2 separate regions of the Mus musculus genome follow, and region 1 is linked to region 2. The links are chromatin contacts, called in public Hi-C maps. All regions are on one chromosome and are shown on one strand. The core of a region is the stretch at or near the end of the contact, and the rest is flanking DNA. Distances in the headings are between cores, read along the strand shown.

Evidence for each region. Hi-C and Micro-C count contacts between places; a contact is called where the count stands out from the background.
Region 1: a Hi-C map of cerebellum shows a contact between it and region 2, with 3 times the contacts expected there. The contact joins the promoter of A730094K22Rik here to the enhancer-like site in region 2. A contact is called at or near these places in 3 of 484 Hi-C or Micro-C datasets (cerebellar granule neurons, cerebellum and cerebral cortex) and 4 of 115 datasets of contacts at active chromatin or transcription factors (embryonic forebrain, embryonic hindbrain, embryonic midbrain and 1 more).

What each region holds. Positions count from the first base shown.
Region 1 is chr9:91,347,503-91,353,609 of GRCm38.p6, reverse strand. It overlaps A730094K22Rik (a long non-coding RNA gene), which reads left to right and starts at 2,382. Exons shown (of 2, transcript XR_379700.3): 1 at 2,382-2,826. All of the region lies in intron 1 of Gm40546 (a long non-coding RNA gene), which reads left to right. Gm40545 (a long non-coding RNA gene) reads right to left here and starts at 2,444. Exons shown (of 2, transcript XR_870994.1): 1 at 2,359-2,444; 2 at 1,121-1,747.
Region 2 is chr9:90,812,306-90,818,436 of GRCm38.p6, reverse strand. No RefSeq gene overlaps it. Among named protein-coding and RNA genes, the nearest start is that of Gm28703, 13 kb to the left of the region's middle. Within about 2 kb of position 2,541, at least 1 of the 459 cell types and tissues checked has an H3K27ac peak or open chromatin away from gene starts, as enhancers often do. A contact at or near this core is called in cerebellum, where this site is marked.

The DNA of each region.
Region 1 (6,107 bases), core at 1,133-3,632, 540 kb before region 2:
AGAACATTGGCCTCGTAATGAGGCGTGAGATACTAGTGCCAGCCTAGCGATCCTGGGTTCTCTTTGGTCCTGGAGGAGAGAGGGAGAGAGAGAGAGAGAGAGAGAGAGAGAGAGAGAGAGAGAGAGAGAGAGAGAGAGAGAGAGAGAGCTTTTTATCGCTGGGTAAGACGACTGGGCAGGAGACTTGCCTGACTTCCCCTAGGCTATTTTTCATCACAAAGGTGTCCACCAAAATTTGCTCATGTTTTTATTGGGATTCTGTGAAATTATCATTATTACTGTTTTAAGACTTAAGATGTGCGTCACTCAAAAGCTTTTAAAGTATACATGCTTCTAGGGGAAATTTCACAATTGTTTTGTCTGCCAATATTGATTCTTTCCTACGAGAAATAAGAACTCGTAATTTTAAAAAATCAGCTACATTAAGACATGTTTACTAATGTGAAGAACGAAGCGGGGTAAACACAGAAAAACCAGCCATGGCGTTTCTAGCTGGAGCTCCTGTGTGCACTCTCATTGAAATGTGAGCGATGAATGGGGGCGGTGGTGATCAGGGTGCTGGCTGGAAGAGGGCTTTTGAACTGCTCTGCCCTGTTGCATAGGCCTGACCTTTGGCTGACATGGCCACGGAGCAGGCCGTTCGTTAACGAGGATTTGATACATTAGACATTCCAGCTGGGCATGTAAACCCACGCTCCGAGTCCAGATTTCGCTTAAATTAGTGTTCTAGGAAATGATCTTTCTAAGTCCCGAGGCTTAACCGAGTGTCAGGCAGGGCCCTGAAAAGGGCAATGAAGGATTCCGGGTAAAAGACACATTCTTAACTCCTTAAATAAATAAGCAACAAGAAGTAAAACAAAATAAAAAACATTTTGAATAATTCCTGGAATCCTCCACGGGTTCACTTTGAGGCAACGACTTATAGAAAAGACTGATCAGTTTCTAATGTATTCCGAGCTGAAAAATCTTATGGGGCAACGCTGGGGAAACAGAGCACAGTTACGGATACCCATAAGATATGACTATCTTACGATATATTAGAGTGTAACCACATATTTTCAGGAGATACTAGAGGGTAATACAAGCTTCCAGAAACACATGGAGAAAACATGACCAGAGGTTTTTTAAAAAGCCTTTTTAAAGTTCCACTTTCTTTAATTTGCTTCAACAACTTATGCTGAGACACGTTGGAACCCAGATAGGGAAGACTGGCCACGAAATCCCCCCAAAAACTTGTGCCTAACAGATTGAGCCTGCCGCTGGAGAAGTTGCAAGCAGGACAGGAAGGCCAGTGGCTTGGTGGGTTCGGAGGCTCCCTGGTATTTACTGCGACAAAAGGGGTGCTTTCCTTTCATTAGAGCCTCATCAAAACTCTCTTAGGGGATGCAAGACCAGGAAGGACTTTTCTTCCCCGGTCCTTCAACAGATCTCTCTAGCGGGTATCCATCGATGGGGGAAAATTCGCTTTTGCTGTAGTTCAAAGTACTGCAGGTTGGAAGTAGGTTGAGGCAAGGAAATCTGAGCTTGCAAACTTCCAATCACCGGCTTCTACTGCCGAAGCCCTGGGGAGTGTAGCAGTTCAGAGCCAGCTCCGCACACTGGAGCGCTGTCTTTCCTAGGCAGATTTTGCTGGAACAGCGCAGGGCTGGTTCTAGAGAGCCGGATTTATTATTGGAGAAAACTACAGTAAGCAGTGTTAGGACTCACATCTGTTCAAGAAGTCTCTTCCTCCGTTCCTTTCAGTCCTCTTGGTAGAAAATGGAAAAAAAAAAAAAAAGGAAATTAAACGAGAAAGGCCACTACTATCACTAAATAAAAAACAAACAAAAACTTTAAAAGCAAGAACTCCAGGGAGGGAAACTGTTCTTAAAAAACAAAACAAAACAAAACAAAACAAAAATCTTGAGTTAGGAAATCCTATCAGGGCTGGCCTGTGATAGATTGTCTCTTTCAGTCCCAGTTCTGTAGATTCAGACATTAGTCTTGGACCGGTGGCAACCTACATTTAGGTCCTCCGCACCATGAAGGCCAAAGTTCTTTTGGATAAAACATTTTTTCCCTATCTCCCTAAGAAGTTTTCAGCATTTGGGTCTCATAAAATCTGACCATAGAGATTAGGCAGGCAAAGAAGAAGGGAGGGTAGCTCCTGGCTAGTTAGGTAGAAAGCAGAGTTTATTTCCCCCAGAGGCGGGTCCCGGACAGATCTTCCAGTTCGTGACTCCAGCCTGAAGTTCACCATCACATTCTTTTCTTTTTCGGCCCTAGTTTTTGGAATCAGTACAAACCAATGCTGGCCCCAGTGAGAGTGAAAGGGAATCAAGTTGCCTGGATTCTGGCTTGGTTTTCTAAGTTACTCACCCCACTGTGGCCTTAGAGACTACCCTCACTTTTGTGTTTCCAGACTTGGTTGCAGTCTGGGAGCCAGTAGTCCCCGAGTAGCGGAAACTCAACTTTCCTGGGGAACCACAGACTAAGCTCCCTTCCTCCCTCCAGGGGTTAAAGGGGCCTTTGCCCTGGGCTCCCAATACCAGCCAGCCCCCTTCTCCTGTGGGTGGGGGCTGCTGGGGACCTGACGCAGGCAGAATGGCGGCTGACGTCATAGGCTGATGGTCGCAGGACCCTTGCCTGGCCGCAGCCGTCCCGCTGGGGCCTCGTTAATTTTCCTTCCCGCACTGGACGCACTGGGCGTAGCAAAGAAAGCGCAGACTGCTCTGGCTGCAGGTCCTATCCACCTTTTCCCTTGGGAACATAGCAGGAAAGGAAAGAGAAAGAGATTCGGTTTTTCAAAGCATCGAAACTTAACTTCTCACTTTCCTTCCCGTACAAGTAGGTATGAAACTTTCTACCTGGTTTGAGGGGATATTGGTTTTTGTAAATGTGGAAGACTCATCGGTACCATTTCTCGAGAAATGTCGCCAGGGACTTCAGCACCCCTGTAAACTCAGACTTTCTGCTTCTTCACCTAGAGTCCAGCTTCTTGGCCATTCGGCCAGAGCTTTAGCTGGAGCTCCTACACAGTTCTGCTTGATCGATAGAATGACTAGCCGTCCTCCCGTTCCCCCAGAGACATAGCCAAGATAAACAGGAGAGCCTTGCACTTCGGCTTCAGGAATAGAACTTTTTATTTGTAACATCCAAAGTAGGTTTTCTTTGTAAAAGCGTTTGTAGTAACTAATCTAAAACAGAATATTATATTAGTTTAAGCAGCAACTTCAATCATTCCATCCGTTCAAGTCCCAGTACCGATGCGTTTTCAGCAGGGCCACTCATGGAGAGGCCTATTCTCTCTTGGGTTCGTTCCTCGAAGTGGGCAGAGGGAAGAAAATCATGCGGTTCACAGTGCAGTGCCACAGGTGACAGAGAAATGATTTTCTGAAGAAACAGCTAACTGAAATTAGAAAAAATGCAAATACACACACACACACACACACACACACACACACACACACACACACGAAAAAGGCACTTTGCAAATCCAAGTGATTTGAATACTGTTTGTCATAATGAATTTCTTTGAAATTAGATAACTGAATGGAAAACCTTGCATATAAAAAGGCAACTTAGACAAATCTTTACTTGTTGTTGAAAAATAGCGGTTCTTGACAATACAGGATCATCCTCACGATTAAAAATGTAAAATGTATTTATCCAGTACTTACAGGATCAGAATACCAAGCCACTGTAGTTATAGCAATGCCCAGAAAGGTACCATCCAAGGCAAATGACTCAAACACAGAGAAAGACAATAGTCTGGGTTTTAATATTGTTTTCAAACTTTCACAGTACTGTAGACTTGTTTTCTGTCAACATTCTGATAATTTTATTGAACATTTTATTTGAAATTAATTCGTTTCTTAGCCAATAATTATTTGGCAACCACATACATTGATCTACAGAAATATGCAATGCTTATTTTTATAAAATGAGCAGATCAAAACATTTATAAGATTTATGTATTTTTGAAGGAGATTTTGGAGAGTTTAAGTGACCACCTTAAGTAAATCTACAATGTTTTACAAGCAGGCTTCAAATGAAACAATGTCTTGAATTATGTACTTGAAATGTTTAAAAAGGTTTGAAAGAAATGTTATTTAGGGTAAATAAAAGTAACAGAACAAAGGCTCAAGGTCAAAACTACTTCCCCTCACTGATCATTTTGTAATTTTTTTTTGTAATTTTATAGCTTGAAGTAGCTCATATCTAGACTTTTAATTAAAATTCCAAAGCCATGTTAACAGGATTGGGAAATAGTTGGGAGAAGAGGACAGTAGTTCACCAGCACTCACTCAGTAACTTCAGTGTTGCTATTTTATGCACTTCTTTTATGTTCCATAAGTCTTTCCAGAGGGCTTTGCTATTTTAAGTGCAGAGGGCTGAAATTTATGGGTCTATCACATATTCCAGACTATATGTGTAACATTAAAACTCGAGGGGAAAAAAAACTACACTAAAAGTCTGCTGCTATTAGGAGTTTTTAATCAATAAGTGTTAGAGATGTAAGGAATTACTTTTATGAAAGTGTTAAATTTCAAAGTCCTTATTTGTGCTTGTTGTTGTCTCCAAATAAGTAAGTTATCTATATACAGTTTGGAGCTGATTCCTTGGGGCCATGCAAGTTTGGTACTGTCTCATTAAGACTTCACTTTTTGACTTGACAAAGCTCAGATTTTTCTTTGTGAACTTCAGTACCCTGGACAAGATGGGCTCTACATTTAAAAAAAAAATCTCTCCTTCAAAACAGCAAGTTCGCTTACTATTGCTAAGTGAATTAGAAGAAAAAAAGTCTAAAGATAAAATTTTATTTATGAAACAGATTAATCAAGGTAAATGCTTAATTGATTTGAACATAAAGGCACTTGACTAGCATTTTTGTCTCACATACCATTAGTTCAAGTCTTTCTTTTCTGAGAATCACTTTTCAAAAACAGGAACACCATTAAACATGGAAAGATATCAAAAATTGCTTCCCAGTTGGAAAATAAAATAAAATACATTTCCAAAGTGTTTTGTCAATATAAACTGTAAAACACATTTCTGTAAATCAGGGGAGTGAGTGGAAGAGATATTAAGCTTGTATCCTCAAGGGTCATATTGGCTAAAGCGTCCATATGAAAACAGATGTAAGATATATGCCCTATGCCCACGGAAGTCTATACAAATCCCCCTTTGTAAAATAGAGAAATAGAGAGAGGGAGAGGGAGAGGGAGAGGGAGAGGGAGAGGGAGAGGGAGAGGGAGAGGGAGAGGGAGGAGGGAGAGGGAGGAGGGAGAGGGAGGAGGGAGAGGGAGGAGGGAGAGGGAAGAGGGAGAGGGAGGAGGGAGAGGGAGGCACAACAGTTTTGCTACATAGTCTCATTATTTCTGGATTAGTGCTAGTATATAATTTATTGAGTCTATAACATATATTGAGTATATAATTCAGTTTACATATTCTGCAACTACTTCTTGTTACCTTCCTTATGACACCTCAAAAAAATGTCCAAATACTTTTTTTTTCCCTCCAGGAATATAATAGAAGAAAAATGACACTTGGCACAGGAAAAACATAAATAAAAAACAAGTAATAACTTTTTAAAAATTCTCTTTAGGAGATCATGGACATATCTGATCTTATAGATAAAAGGAAAATACGGCACACCTCTTTTTGCTTTTCTTCCCTTTGCTCAACTGTACCCCCCCCCCCCCCTTACCTTTATTTTCATTTCCTCCTTTCCCACTGTTCCTGACATTTGCTCTGGCACTCCATGCAACATGGATTTGAAAAGACCTTTCTCAGGAGAGTGACAGTGGCATGGTGAGTTTGCTACCTGGATCTTTGCCTGGACACTGTCTGTTGGGGGCAGGTATCCTTGGAGTGCTCAGGGCAGTCTGCTAGCTAGCACAATTTCCTATGGATGGACTTAGACACTATGAATTTTAGAATCTGGGATGCTCGAAGGCTTTCAGATACATAGATCCCATTTTCATGGTTGGATTAGACCAACTGAAAACCAGTTTTGACAATTCTAGCAAATATTTCTAAAAGGATACCCACCATGCACTTACCTACACTTGGAGAAGTATGCAGATTGTGGAGCACTCTTCTTCTCTTCAGCTTTTGTTTTTAAA
Region 2 (6,131 bases), core at 1,292-3,791:
AATCACAAGAGCACACACATGATATGCACTCACTGATAAGTGGATATTAGCCCAGAAGTTGGGAATACCCAAGATACTGTTTGCAAAACACATGAAACTCAAAAAGGAAGACCAAAGTGTTGATACTTCGATCCTTCTTAGAAGGGGGAACAAAATACACATGAAAGGAGTTACAGAGACAAAATTCAGAGCAGAGACTGAAGGAATGATCATCCAGAGACTGCCCCACCTGGGGACCCATCCCATATACAGCCAGCAAACCCAGACACTATTGTGGATGCCAACAAAAGCTTGCTGACAGGAGTCTGATATAGCTGTCTCCTGAGAGGTTCTTCCAGTGCCTGACAAATACAAAAGTGGATGCTCACAGCTATCCATTGGACTGAGCACAGGGTCCCCAAGGAAGGAGCTAGAGAAAGGACCCAAGGAGCTGAAAGGGTTTGCAGCCCCATAGGGGGAAAAACAACATGAACTAACCACTACCCCCAGAGCTCCCTGGGACTAAACCACCAATCAAAGAAAACACATGGTGGATCTCATGGCTCTAGCTGCATATGTAGCAGAGGATGGTCTAGTCAGACATAAATGGGAGGAGAGGCCCTTGGTTCTGTGAAGGTTCTATGTCCCAGGATAGCGGAATGCCAGGGCCAGGAAGCATGAGTGGATGGGTTGGTGAGCAGGGAAAGAGGAGTGATAGGGTGTTTTCAGAAGGAAAACCATGAAACAGGATAGCATTTGAAATGTAAATAAAGAAAATATTTAATAAAAAAATAGAAGAGTAAAGTTTAGTGTACCAAAGAGAGACCAAATAAAACTTGCAACTAGCTCCTACTATAGATGAAAAGCATATTCTTCCTTTTTTTTTGTTTGTTTTTTGTTTTTTTCTTTTTCAAGACAGGGTTTCTCTGTATAGCCCTGGCTGTCCTGAAACTCACTCTGTAGACAACTCACTCCACCTGCCTCTGCCTCCCAAGTGCTGGGATTAAAGGCGTGCCCCACCACGCCCGGCATATTCTTCCATTTTTAAATCCCTTTTCAATCCATCTTAATGAAGAAACCAGTTAGCACAGTACTTACTTTGAATTATTTCTTTGCTTCATGCCAAAGTATCTATTCGTGTTTTTCTGTTTATCTAGCATGTTTTCCTTTAGATGTCAGATTACCGACAGTTATTGGTTTATATTTAAGAACAAGGCAAGAGAAAGTCAGGCTGAGAGATTGTAAGATCTGCCTGCAATGAGCTCTACTTTGTGGAGAGTAATGCTCTTTCTTTACAGACCAGCCCAGATTTGTTCTCTTTGGAATTAGGAGTTGGTGGCTGAAGAGGACAGCCCCGTCAGCATGAGCCTTCCCTGCTCCCAGGCTCCCTTTCTCTTCTTACCAAGTATTGATATTTGGTTAGCTCGTCTTTTGGCATTGAGTCAAGCAGCCTGTTTTATCTTGGTGACAACTCCAAACACATGCATTCCAGATTGTGTTTTGTTCCGTTCCAGTTAATTTGTAAACACTTCATCGGGTGCCTGTTATTCAGCTTTTGTTTTAATATTTTTTATGCCTTTCCCTTACATGCTGTTATTGTTTTTAAGAATTCTTGTTCTTGGTTTTAATAGTGTTTAAGAGAAGAAATAAAACAAATGATTTTGTATGAGTCAATTCTCAAGGAAAATATTGCAAAATGATTAAAATATATAATTCTAAATTCTAAATATTGAGTTGAACCACATTTGTTCAATAGATTTATTCTCTTGAGGGCTTGATAAATAACAATTACTTTGTGTTTATAACTTAATGTAAATAATAAAATTAAAATTTAATCGCTTAGAATATTTTTTGCTTATTTCTATTGTGTGATATATTCTTTGTCATCCATTCCTAAGTTAACACAAAAGAGCACTATTAAATAATGCTTCTCTAATGTTAATATATAAAGAATAATAACATTTGAGGCTTGCTTCTATATTCAAAATTATGACTTGTAGTATTTTCCACAAATCTCTGTTTTAATTATACTTATATAATATAGACTTATATAAATAAACTATGTATATTTTTATTTTTAAAAATTCATTTTCTTCTTGAGATTCAGCTTATTTCCAACTTTTGACACTAAATTAACTCTGCAATATTTTCTTTTTTGTTATTTTCTTAAAATATTTTAATTATGCCTTTTAGGTTTTTCTACAATGTATATTGATCAGGTTAACCCTCTGTTTCTCCCATTAACTCCTCTCAGACCCACCCTCAGCTCCCTATTGTCACAACTTAAATGTTCTCTATTGTTTTTCTTATTTGTTTAATGGACCATTGACTTCATTCTGTATTGCCCACACACTTCTCGATGTAACTTAGCCACTGAAGAAGCATGCTCAACCTACCGGGATCCACTCACTAAAGAAGCGTGATCATCCTACCGGGATCCACACACTTAAAGAAAACTGACTTTCCTTTCCCCAGAAGCCACCCTCGTAGCTCCTCGGCTCAGGGTGAGGGCTCATGAGTCTCCTTCTACTCCACACTACAATGTTTCCCGGGTTGATCACGTGGCAGTCTTGTCCAGGAAGACACAGCTGCTGTGTGTTCATATTCATGAGTGCAGCAGTCCTGTCACCGAGAGGAGACCGTTTGGCTCTCGTTCTTTCCAACCTATGGCCCTTACAGTCTTCTCATGCCCTTTTCTGCAGTGGTCCCTGAGCTTTGAGAGGGAGTGTTTGAAACAGGTGTCTTACTTGTGGAACGAGCCCTCCACATTCGATTATTGTCTGTAGTTTCCTCTGTTGTGAGTTTCTGCAAAACCACCATCCGCTATAGGAAGAAACTTCTCTGACGAGGTCTGAGAACTACGCTAATGTACAATTACAGAGATACAAATTTAGAGAACATTTTGGTATGCTGTCCATTTGCAAAATAACAATAGCAGGTTTACTCCTGGAAACTGGCAGCACCCCAAGCATGGGATCTTGACAAGAACTGTAATATCAGGTCCATTTTTTTTCTTTCATGCTGTAACATTAAAATCAGTGAGAAGGCAGCAGTTGTTACTGTTCCAACATCAGTTGCCACTATAGGCATATTTTCCATGATGGTCATTATTGCAGCTCACAATGGTGTCGCCAGGAAAAGACTGCTGATGCTTTCCCACCCCCAGCAGCCTACATAGTACTTACTAGGTCTCTGAAAGCTGATCAGCAGGGAAAAAGTCTGCCAGGAAAAGGCAGGCAAAAGACTTGATTTTTCATGTCCTGTGACCAATATGGATGGTGTCTTCAGCCATAAGGGCTTACTATCAAGTTCTGATGGATCAAGTAAGAGAAATTGCAATAGCTTGTATTGTTTTCAGGGCCCTAGGAAACATCTTATCAACAACTGGAAGCTTGTAAAATAGTAGTTTTCCATACAGGTTTTCAAACTTTTTAGTTGCTGTTTTGTTTCTGTGAGCTCGAGTTTAACTGTGTAGCATTGGCTGTCCTGGAATTTGCTGTGTAAACCAGGCACCAAAGTCACAGAGATCTGCCTGCCTCTGCTTCCTGAGTGCTGGAATTAAAGGCATATACCACCACTGGGGGCTTCAAACATTTTTAGAGTTAGTTATCCCCCACCACCACCACCCTCTTCGGCCTCTATACTCAAGTTCCTATCCCCACTGAAACCTCCCTCCCCCCATTATCCCTCACTTCCCCTTCAGATCACCAGTATTTTACCAAAATATAGCTTATTATATTTTAAACTTTCATATACATATATATTACATGTTGAATGTTTCCCCGTTCTCAGACCTTCCCCACCTCATTATGCCCTATGTTCACCTAGGCCATTTCACTACTACTTTTTATGCATTTTATTTTTATTAACTAATTGATTAGTGTAGTGGCTATTCCTGGTTGTCAACTTGACAATATTTGGAATGAACTACAATCCGGAATTGGAAGGCTCACCAGTGACCCTTATCTGGAGGCTTGGAGATCTTTATCTGGATCTTGGTTTGAAGATCTTGAGCCATGGTGGCTATGGATTCCAGAAGATTGAATCTCCGAGTTTAAGGAACACACCTTTAATCTGGGCTACGCCTTTCATCTGGGATTAAAGGTGTGGTGGAACACACCTTTAATCTGGGCTCCACCTTCTGCTGGAGACAATATAAGGACATTGGAAGAAGGGAGTCTAGCTCTTGCTCCTGCTCCTTCGCCTGCTTGCCGTGTGAGACTGAGTAACTGCTAGATCCTTGGACTTCCATTCACAGCTGCGACTGAACAATTGTTGGGAATTGGGCTGCCGACTGTAAGTCATCAATAAATTCCTTTACTATCTAGAGACTATCCATAAGTTCTGTGACTCTAGAGAACCCTGACTAATACAGAAGTTGGTACCAGGAGTGGTTCTAGAGTAACAGAAGTACAAGGATGAATCTTTTAAAATACTGGAATTGGCTTGTTGATCCACCAGCACTTTCAACTATTGAAACCTCTCCAGATTCTCTCCCTCCTGGGAGCTCAGAGAATTTTGAAGACCCATGGTTGAAACTATATTCCGAACTTAAAGAAGCTAATGCCCTTGATTTTCTTAATGAATTAGGTGATTCAGTGCACAAAGCTTTCTACAAGATGGGGAAAAAATCGGAAAATGATTTTACTGGCTGGCTGCTCTTAGTATCTGTGGAAAGAATGATGAATGAAAGGAAGGAGTTGTGTGATAAAATCGAAAGTCTCCAGACACAAGTAAACGATCTAAAAGTTGCTAAGTGTGTCCTTGAGGAGAATCTTCTCTCTTGTAGCAATAGAGCTCAAGTTGCAGAAAATCAAACAGAAACTCTCATTGTAAGGTTGGCTGAACTACAGCGAAAATTCAAGTCTCAGCCTCAGAGTGTGTCGACAGTTAAAGTAAGGGCTCTAATTGGCAAAGAATGGGATCCTACAACATGGGATGGGGATGTGTGGGAAGACCATGTTGAAGCTGAGAATTTTGAATCCTCAGATTCTCAAGGGTTTGCCCCACCTGAGGAAGTAGTACCCACAGCCCCACCCCTTGAAATAATGCCTTCCCCACATGAGGATATTAATTTTGCAGAGTCTGATAAACCAGCAATGACTTTCACTACTGATGTTTCTCAAGGCCCACCAATAGTTTCTTCTAGACCTGTAACCAGACTCAAAGCAAAACAGGCTCCTAGAGGAGAGGTAGAAAGTGTAGTCCATGAGGAAATTCGCTACACTACGAAGGAGCTTAATGAGTTTGCTAATTCATTCAAGCAGAAACCTGGTGAATATGTGTGGGAATGGATTTTAAGGGTGTGGGATAAGGGTGGAAGGAACATAAAACTAGAGCAGGCTGAGTTTATTGACATGGGTCCTCTGAGTAGAGATTCTAGGTTTAATACGGAAGCTCGCATAGTTAAAAAAGGTGTCAAAAGTTTGTTTGAATGGTTGGCTGAGGTGTTTATCAAAAGATGGCCTACTGGAAATGACTTGGAGATGCCTGATATTCTGTGGCTTAGTGTTGATGAAGGGATTTTAAGACTTAGGGAAATTGCAATGCTAGAGTGGATATATTGTGTAAAGCATAATTGTCCACAATGGGAAGGTCCAGAAGATATGCCTTTCACCAGCTCTATAAGACGCAAATTGGTGAGAGGGGCACCAGCACATTTGAAGGGTTTTGTTCTTTCCCTTTTCCTTGTGCCAGATCTTAGCATTGGAGATGCTTCTGCTCAATTAGATGAATTAAATTCACTGGGTTTAGTTGGATTCCGAGGTAACAAGGGCCAGGTGGCAGCATTGCATCGCCAGAGACAAGGTGATTCTAGTTATTATAATGGACAGCGTAGACAAAAGAATGTTTATAATAACATACCCAGTAATGGTCAGCACAGGAGAGGTGAAATTTATAATGGCATGACTCGGTTGGACCTTTGGTACTGGCTAACCAATCATGGTGTTTCCAGGAATGAAATACATAGGAAGCCTACTGCATATTTGTTTGATCTGTATAAGCAGAAAAATTCTCAAACAAATGAAAGAAAGGCTACATTAGATCGTGGTAAACAGCAATCTCGGCCAGTGAATCAATTTCCAGACTTGAGACAGTTTGCAGATCCAGAACCCCTTGAATGAAGGGGTGGCCAGGTTCCGCTGAGGAAG